Regions from separate parts of the Sus scrofa genome. Here region 2 is linked to region 1. Evidence: chromatin contacts called from public HiChIP or PLAC-seq data. All regions are on one chromosome and are shown on one strand. Each heading gives the region's core, a stretch centred on a gene start, on an enhancer-like site or on the middle of the called end of the contact. The rest is flanking DNA. Distances are from core to core; before and after follow the strand shown. Region 1 has its middle 16 kb from the start of ATP2B4. Region 2 overlaps ZC3H11A (zinc finger CCCH domain-containing protein 11A).

Evidence for each region. HiChIP or PLAC-seq counts read pairs in DNA pulled down with a chosen protein or histone mark.
Region 2: an H3K27ac HiChIP or PLAC-seq map of alveolar macrophages shows a contact between it and region 1. The contact joins two enhancer-like sites.

The regions. Positions count from the first base shown.
Region 1 is chr9:64,318,808-64,321,959 of Sscrofa11.1, reverse strand. No RefSeq gene overlaps it. Among named protein-coding and RNA genes, the nearest start is that of ATP2B4, 16 kb to the left of the region's middle. Within about 2 kb of position 1,504, at least 7 of the 83 cell types and tissues checked have an H3K27ac peak or open chromatin away from gene starts, as enhancers often do. A contact at or near this core is called in alveolar macrophages, where this site is marked.
Region 2 is chr9:64,535,301-64,538,452 of Sscrofa11.1, reverse strand. ZC3H11A (zinc finger CCCH domain-containing protein 11A) reads right to left here. Exons shown (of 19, transcript XM_005656653.2): 7 at 1,401-1,604; 8 at 1,158-1,274; 9 at 808-888. Among named protein-coding and RNA genes, the nearest start is that of ZC3H11A, 18 kb to the right of the region's middle. Within about 2 kb of position 1,657, at least 16 of the 83 cell types and tissues checked have an H3K27ac peak or open chromatin away from gene starts, as enhancers often do. A contact at or near this core is called in alveolar macrophages, where this site is marked.

The sequences.
Region 1 (3,152 bases), core at 255-2,754:
TAAGGTCCTGTATTTGAACTTCTCTCCCAGTGGCCACTACCCTCATGGACTCCAGATAACTGACTGCCCACTGCATTACCCACTGCTGGGCCCTATTAGGCAGCTTAGATACCCAGCACCATCAACTTTCACATTAGCACAGAGACACTTGTTTGGGACTCTGGTCCTAGCCTGCTTGAGGTTTTTTCTAGCCCCAGCCTGAGCAGCAGCATCTGTATTGCTGTCTCCATCTGGTTCTATCTCGTTATTTCCTCTCCTACAAGGCCCTAGTCATCTTGAACTAGATCAGTATCACGGAAAGCCGTAAGGTGAAGGTGGAAAAGGTTCTGAGCCCCCTCTGCAAGGCAAGTTTCTTTGTTCTGGCTGCAGGGGTGGGAGGTTCATTCATACCCACTCTTTCCATCCTGATTGACCAGCACAGGGCAGCCTGGGCGGCCTGGACTCTGAGAATCATCAAGAGACTGGACCCTAAGCCCTGATCTCATTAGCCTAATGCTCTAAGCTCAGCTCATTCAACATAGCTTTAGGATCAAGCACATGCCTAGTTTTGTTATAGCTTCAGGAAGAATTATGAAAAGGCTATTGTGGGGTTGTGTGTAAAGACTTACGCCCATGAAAATTACCCAACAGCATAATAAAATGAGATGTGGATGACACAGGAATATCCCAGAACAGTCTCTGATTTGTTGTTGCTTGAATCAGAAGGGAAGTGCTGTGGGTGTTCTGAGGAAGGGGTGATGACGGGGCAGTGGGGTTGTTAGGGAAAGTCCATCCGCATTGATGCAGGTCTTGAAGTTTTCAAGGATCTGAACCAAGTGGGTCTGGAACTCAGGGAGTCCTGAGCTTCAGGTAAAAATCCCCATGGAGAAGATCTGATTTGAAGCCAAGGGTCCTTGTCAGGGGCAGTGGAAGAAGAAGAGAGGATGTGACCCTTCCTTCTCTAACTTCAGGGGAAATTAAGAACTCAGCTGTCAAAAATAAGGAACCAGGAGTTCCTGTCTTGGCACAGTGGAAATGAATCTAACTAGGAATGGTGAGGTACTGCTTTGATCCCTGGCCTCGCTCACTGGGTTAAGTATCTGGGGTTGCCGTGAGCTGTGGTGTAGGTCTCAGATGAGGCTCGGATCTGGCATTGCTGTGGCTGTGGTGTAGGCTGGCAAATAGACCCCTAGCCTGGGAACCTCCATATACCAAGGGTGTGGCCCTAAAAAGACAAAAGAAAAAAAAAAGGTAACCATATATAACTAGTCTTTTACCCAGATTAACTCATTTAATCCCCCCAAATGTTATGCAATTGGCATTTAGATTCTCCTTGGTTTTTAAAGACAAGGAAGTTGAGGCTCAGAGAGTTTAAGGCCCCAAAATTATGTCAGGACTTGAACCTGTGTATCCTCAAGACACTTGCTTTTCTCTTTATGTCATGCTGCCCACCCCACCCCACACCATCCCTGGCCCTCCTTCCTGTGGGTCCTGGTGACTCATGCTCTTTCTTGGCAGACATTGTGGCTTTTGATAACTCGGAAAATGAAGTCATCTTGATGTTGCTGCGCCCACTGGCCCCATGTGCCAGTGTTCCTTGGGCCTCCTGGCTGCCAGAGCTCATGTTGCCTGGGTTTTTTGTTGTTGTTGTTGTTTGGTTGGTTGGTTTTTTGGTTTTAGTTTCTTCTTTGAAAGAACACGGACTAGGTCTCCCAAGGTCTGAGCCAAGGCCGTTTAAGTGATGGGCTCAGTTACCTAAAAAAGCCTTTCTTCTATATCAAGAACAAGTGTTCTCATCTCAGGGTGTGCTTTCTGCCTTTCCAGAGCCCCCCATGCCCACAGCACTTGAAGCCTTATGCCTGATGTGTCAGAAGCCTGCTTATCATCCCAGACCCCTTTGCCTTCTTCTCCGTGCCCTCCTGGCCCATCTAAATGTGATGCGTTGGTTGTCAGTGTCCGTCTGCCAGAATCCCTAGGGTGGGGGGTGCCTCTTGGGAGGAGATGTGGAGGGAAGTAACACCGGGGAAAGCGGAAGGAGGCTAATGTAGACAGAATGACTTCCACAGGCAAGGCACAGTGCCTTATATGTATCTTAAAGTGGAACCACAGTAGTAGAATGTCAGTACAATTGGCCTCATTTTACAGATGAAGAAACTGACACACAGAGAAGCTGCAGTAACCTGCCCATTAAATTCAGGGCCAGGATTCTCTTGCTTCTGAAGTTGTTTCTCCCTCTGTGTCAGACTTCATCAGCTTGAACCTTATCTCTTAGGCAATGGGGAATCACTGAAGGTGTCAAGCAGGAAACAGAGGGGCTATAGGAGTGTTTTTTTTATTTCTTTAATTTTTTTAAATTTATTTTTTGTCTTTTTGCCTTTTCTAGGGCCCCTCCTGCGGCATATGGAGATTCCCAGGCTAGGGGTCTAATTGGAGCTGTAGCCACCGGCCTACGCCAGAGCCATAGCAACTCTGGATCCAAGCCGCTTCTGCAACCTACACCACAGCTCACAGCAACGCTGGATCCTTAACCCACTGAGCAAGGCCAGGGATCGAACCCACAACCTCATGGTTCCTAGTCGGATTCGTTAACCACTGAGCCATGACGGGAACTCCTATAGGAGTGTTTTAGGAAGATGAATTCAAGAGCAGTGAGTAGAAAGAAGCAAGGCCAAAGCTGTGAGGACCAGTTAGGAGGTTTTTGCCACAATGTCACCTTGAGACACCTCCAGGGAGGACAGCAGAAGAGAAAAGGAAGGACAATTGCAGGAGACATTGGGCAGAGGCGATCAGCAGCTCTTGGCAGCCAAGGGAACCCAGACCTGATGATGAAAGTCTTCCTTCTTTCTGGTCATTAATGTCTCACTGGTGCTTGGTGCTGTGCCAGGGGCAAGACTCAAGGTCAGTTCATCCAGGAACAGAGGTGAGGAAGTACCTCGCTCTGCTCCTTGGTGGGGCTAGGCCAGGTTGGCCGCCCATCCCAGACAAGGCCCAGGCCTTTGAAAGCGCTGTTTATCCAGCACAGGAGACTGCATCGTGTGTGCTCAATAAACTGTAATTGGCAGTGGTGAGCTCCAAAGCGTCTCTGAAATAGAGAGTGAGCAACACTGTTTATGAGCAACACACCTCCTCAGCTGGGGGAGGATGGTTCTAACGACGCCTCCTTTACTGATGGG
Region 2 (3,152 bases), core at 408-2,907, 220 kb before region 1:
TGGAAAGTAAAGCTTTCACAAATCAAGAAATTTCGTCTCTGTGACCAGATAAGTCCAATACGGACCACTGGACTACAAAAGCCAATCCGTCTTCATTTTGTCTGCCTACAGGGAAATGGGGCAGGGGAAGGGGAGATAATCTTATTTCTTACCTGCCCTTGGCACAAAGTGAATATAAAACATGAAACTGTTTTGACTGACTTAGGCATTCAATCTACTTTTATATACTAATAAGGCTAACATTATTCTAAAGGTAACCTCAGAAGCACAAGAGCTACATTAGGCGTATCAATTCAATCTTCTCTATCTATAATTAATCATCTGGAAAACACAACTCCAAGGTTCCTAAAGAACAAGCTTCAGCAAGAAGGTACTTAGACCCAATCATCTGATTATCTCTAAAATACTACATTTTACACTTTATCTGTAACTTTTAAGGTCAGAAATACAGATTAAGCTAAGGCAAGCACCAGAAGAAAAGCCTAGCTGTTCTTAAGGAAGAGCTCACCTACCATAAAATAAACTTTTCTATTTTTAATAACAGTTTATATGCTGTTCTTTAGAGTTATTTCTCAAAATAAGTTCTTTCAGTTTATTCTAAATGTCTAGAATATTTAGGGACTGAAACACAGCTGTAATGAATTAAAAAAGCAACCATCATTAAAATAAATCCGAGTTTAATTTATAAACTACAAAAATCAAAAACTGTTTGCTCATTTTGGTTGGTGCCAAGTGTCCTTATTATCAGAAGTATCCTTGTTCTCTAACAACATTCAACCCTCCAGGTCAAAACTCCTGATAACTCACCACCTTGCTTCTTGGATTTCTCCTTCATTTTCTTTGATTTAATTTCCTCAAGAGTTTTTATTCCGAAATTCAAACATTCACCTAGAAATGCAAACAGCAACTGTGTGAGGAACTAGCACCATTTCACCTTTGCATTTTATCTGTACATGGCTGGCATGCAAATGTTTTCTGAATGAATAAGAGAAAGTATGTGTAAGTAGGTGTGTGAGTATAATGGGAGCAGGGAAGAGGAAGGGGGTGGTAATTATGAACTAAAGTTCAGAGGTATTTAAAAAACAGGTATTTACACACATTCAACAGCACTGTAGGATTTATGAGCAGGAACTAGCATCAATATAGCCATTTCTTACCTTGTTTTAAATTGACCCCAGGTTTTCGAGCAGAAGCCACTCGTAATCCGTTATGAACTTCAGGAGTTGGCTGCAGGGTAGGTGTTTTGGTTTCATCACCTTCCTCAGAAAACTGATCTACATTATCAAAATTTAAGGCAAATTTTCAATTAAGAATAGGCCTAGATCTTCAAGTTGAATTCTGTCTAAATCAGTAAGTTACCCTGATCATTTACTTCCTTTAAAGAAAGAACTAAAACTTACCATCATCATCTTCATCATCATCTGCAGCATTGATTACCACTGGCGGATGTGTAGGGCTAGGAACATTTTCTGAACTTTCTACTTTCATAACACTTCGCAGCTGAGGAGAGGGATTAGACTGGACAGACAATTTGTTCTGTTGAACTGTGAGCTGGCTAGCTTTCACTTCCTCTTCTGGTGACTCAGGCACAGTGGGCAACACAGCTACACATACAAAGACAGTCATAAATTAAAAGTAGAAGACACAGGAGTTCCCTTCATGGCTCAGTGGCTAACAAACCCAGCTGGGATCCATGAGGAGGCAGGTCTGACCTCTGGCCTCACTCAGTGGGTTAAGGATCCAGCTTTGTCGTGAGCTGTGGTGTAGGGGGCAGACATGACTTGGATCCCCTGTTGCTGTGGGTGTGGTATCGGCTAGCGGTTGTAGCTCCGATCTGACCCCTAGCCTGGGAACTTCCATGTGCTGTGGCTATGGCTGTGAAAAAGCAAACAAAACAAAACAAAAAAACAGTAGAACATACAAGAAGATACAGTCCCAATTCATCAAAAATCCCTGACCACCTATGATAGGTTTGGGGATTTTCCTTAGGAGCATTGTCTTTTTATTTTAATTTGTATCTTTTAATTAAAAATTTACTTTCAAATTTCCACATTTTCCCAATTAGGTTCTAAACTTCCAGGGAGCTTTGAAAATGTGGCTTTCCTGGCTAACAACCATTCACTATATGTAAACACATACAAAGTCGGCATTCAATATAGAGAATAAACAGGAAGCTAGATGCATAGTAACTATTCACAAATTCTAAACATTTAATATTGAAATTCTAGGCTTTCTGATCAAGAAGAGCTTTTAAAAGAGATAGTAGGTAATACTTTTTTTTTTTTTTGCTTTTTAGGGCCACACCTATGGCATATGGAGGTTCCCAGATTAGGGATGGAATCAGAGCTATAGCTGCTGAACTACACCACAGCCACAGCAATACAGGATTTGAGCCTCATCTGCAACCTACACCACAGCTCACAGCAATGCCAGATCCTTAACCCACTGAGAGAGGCCAGGGATGGAACCTGCTTTCGTGGATTCTAGTCAGATTTGTTAACTGCTGAGCCATGGCGGGAACTCTGCTAACACTTTTGAACCAAACCAAAAAGGTTTTGTGAACCTACTTTTTTTTCTTAATGATAGATGAAAATATACAACTATGGAATTTTAATCATAAAGCAAACACAGCTTTTAAACGACCCATCGTTCCACTAGGAAATTACTTCAAAAGGAACTTTAGAAATAAATACGAGCTTCTGGTAGAAAGTGAGTTATGTTTTAGATTACACCGCAGGGAAGGGCTAGTAAATATTTTTTTGTAAAAAAGTATATAGTAAATATTTTAGGCCTTGTAGAACTCTGTCTCAACTACTCAACTTTGCAATAGTAGCAGAAAATCTGACCATAGAAAATACATAAACAAATGGGCATGGCTTCATTACAACAAAACTTTATTTCATAGAACAAGTGGAAGATCAGATTTGCCAAACCCTGGCCTGGAGAATCAAAAAAAAAAAAAAAAATTTTTTTTAAATCTGTATGGGTCTGACAAGAAAACAGGAAATGAGGTATGCTGTTGTAATCTAAACTGTCTTGCCAAGAAACACTTGTGAGACAGCATGACTTTTGGCAACAAAGTTTTAACTGTGACTCTCCTATTTGTTGGCTTATGATTGTGTACAAGACATTTAACCTTAATAAAGTTCAAT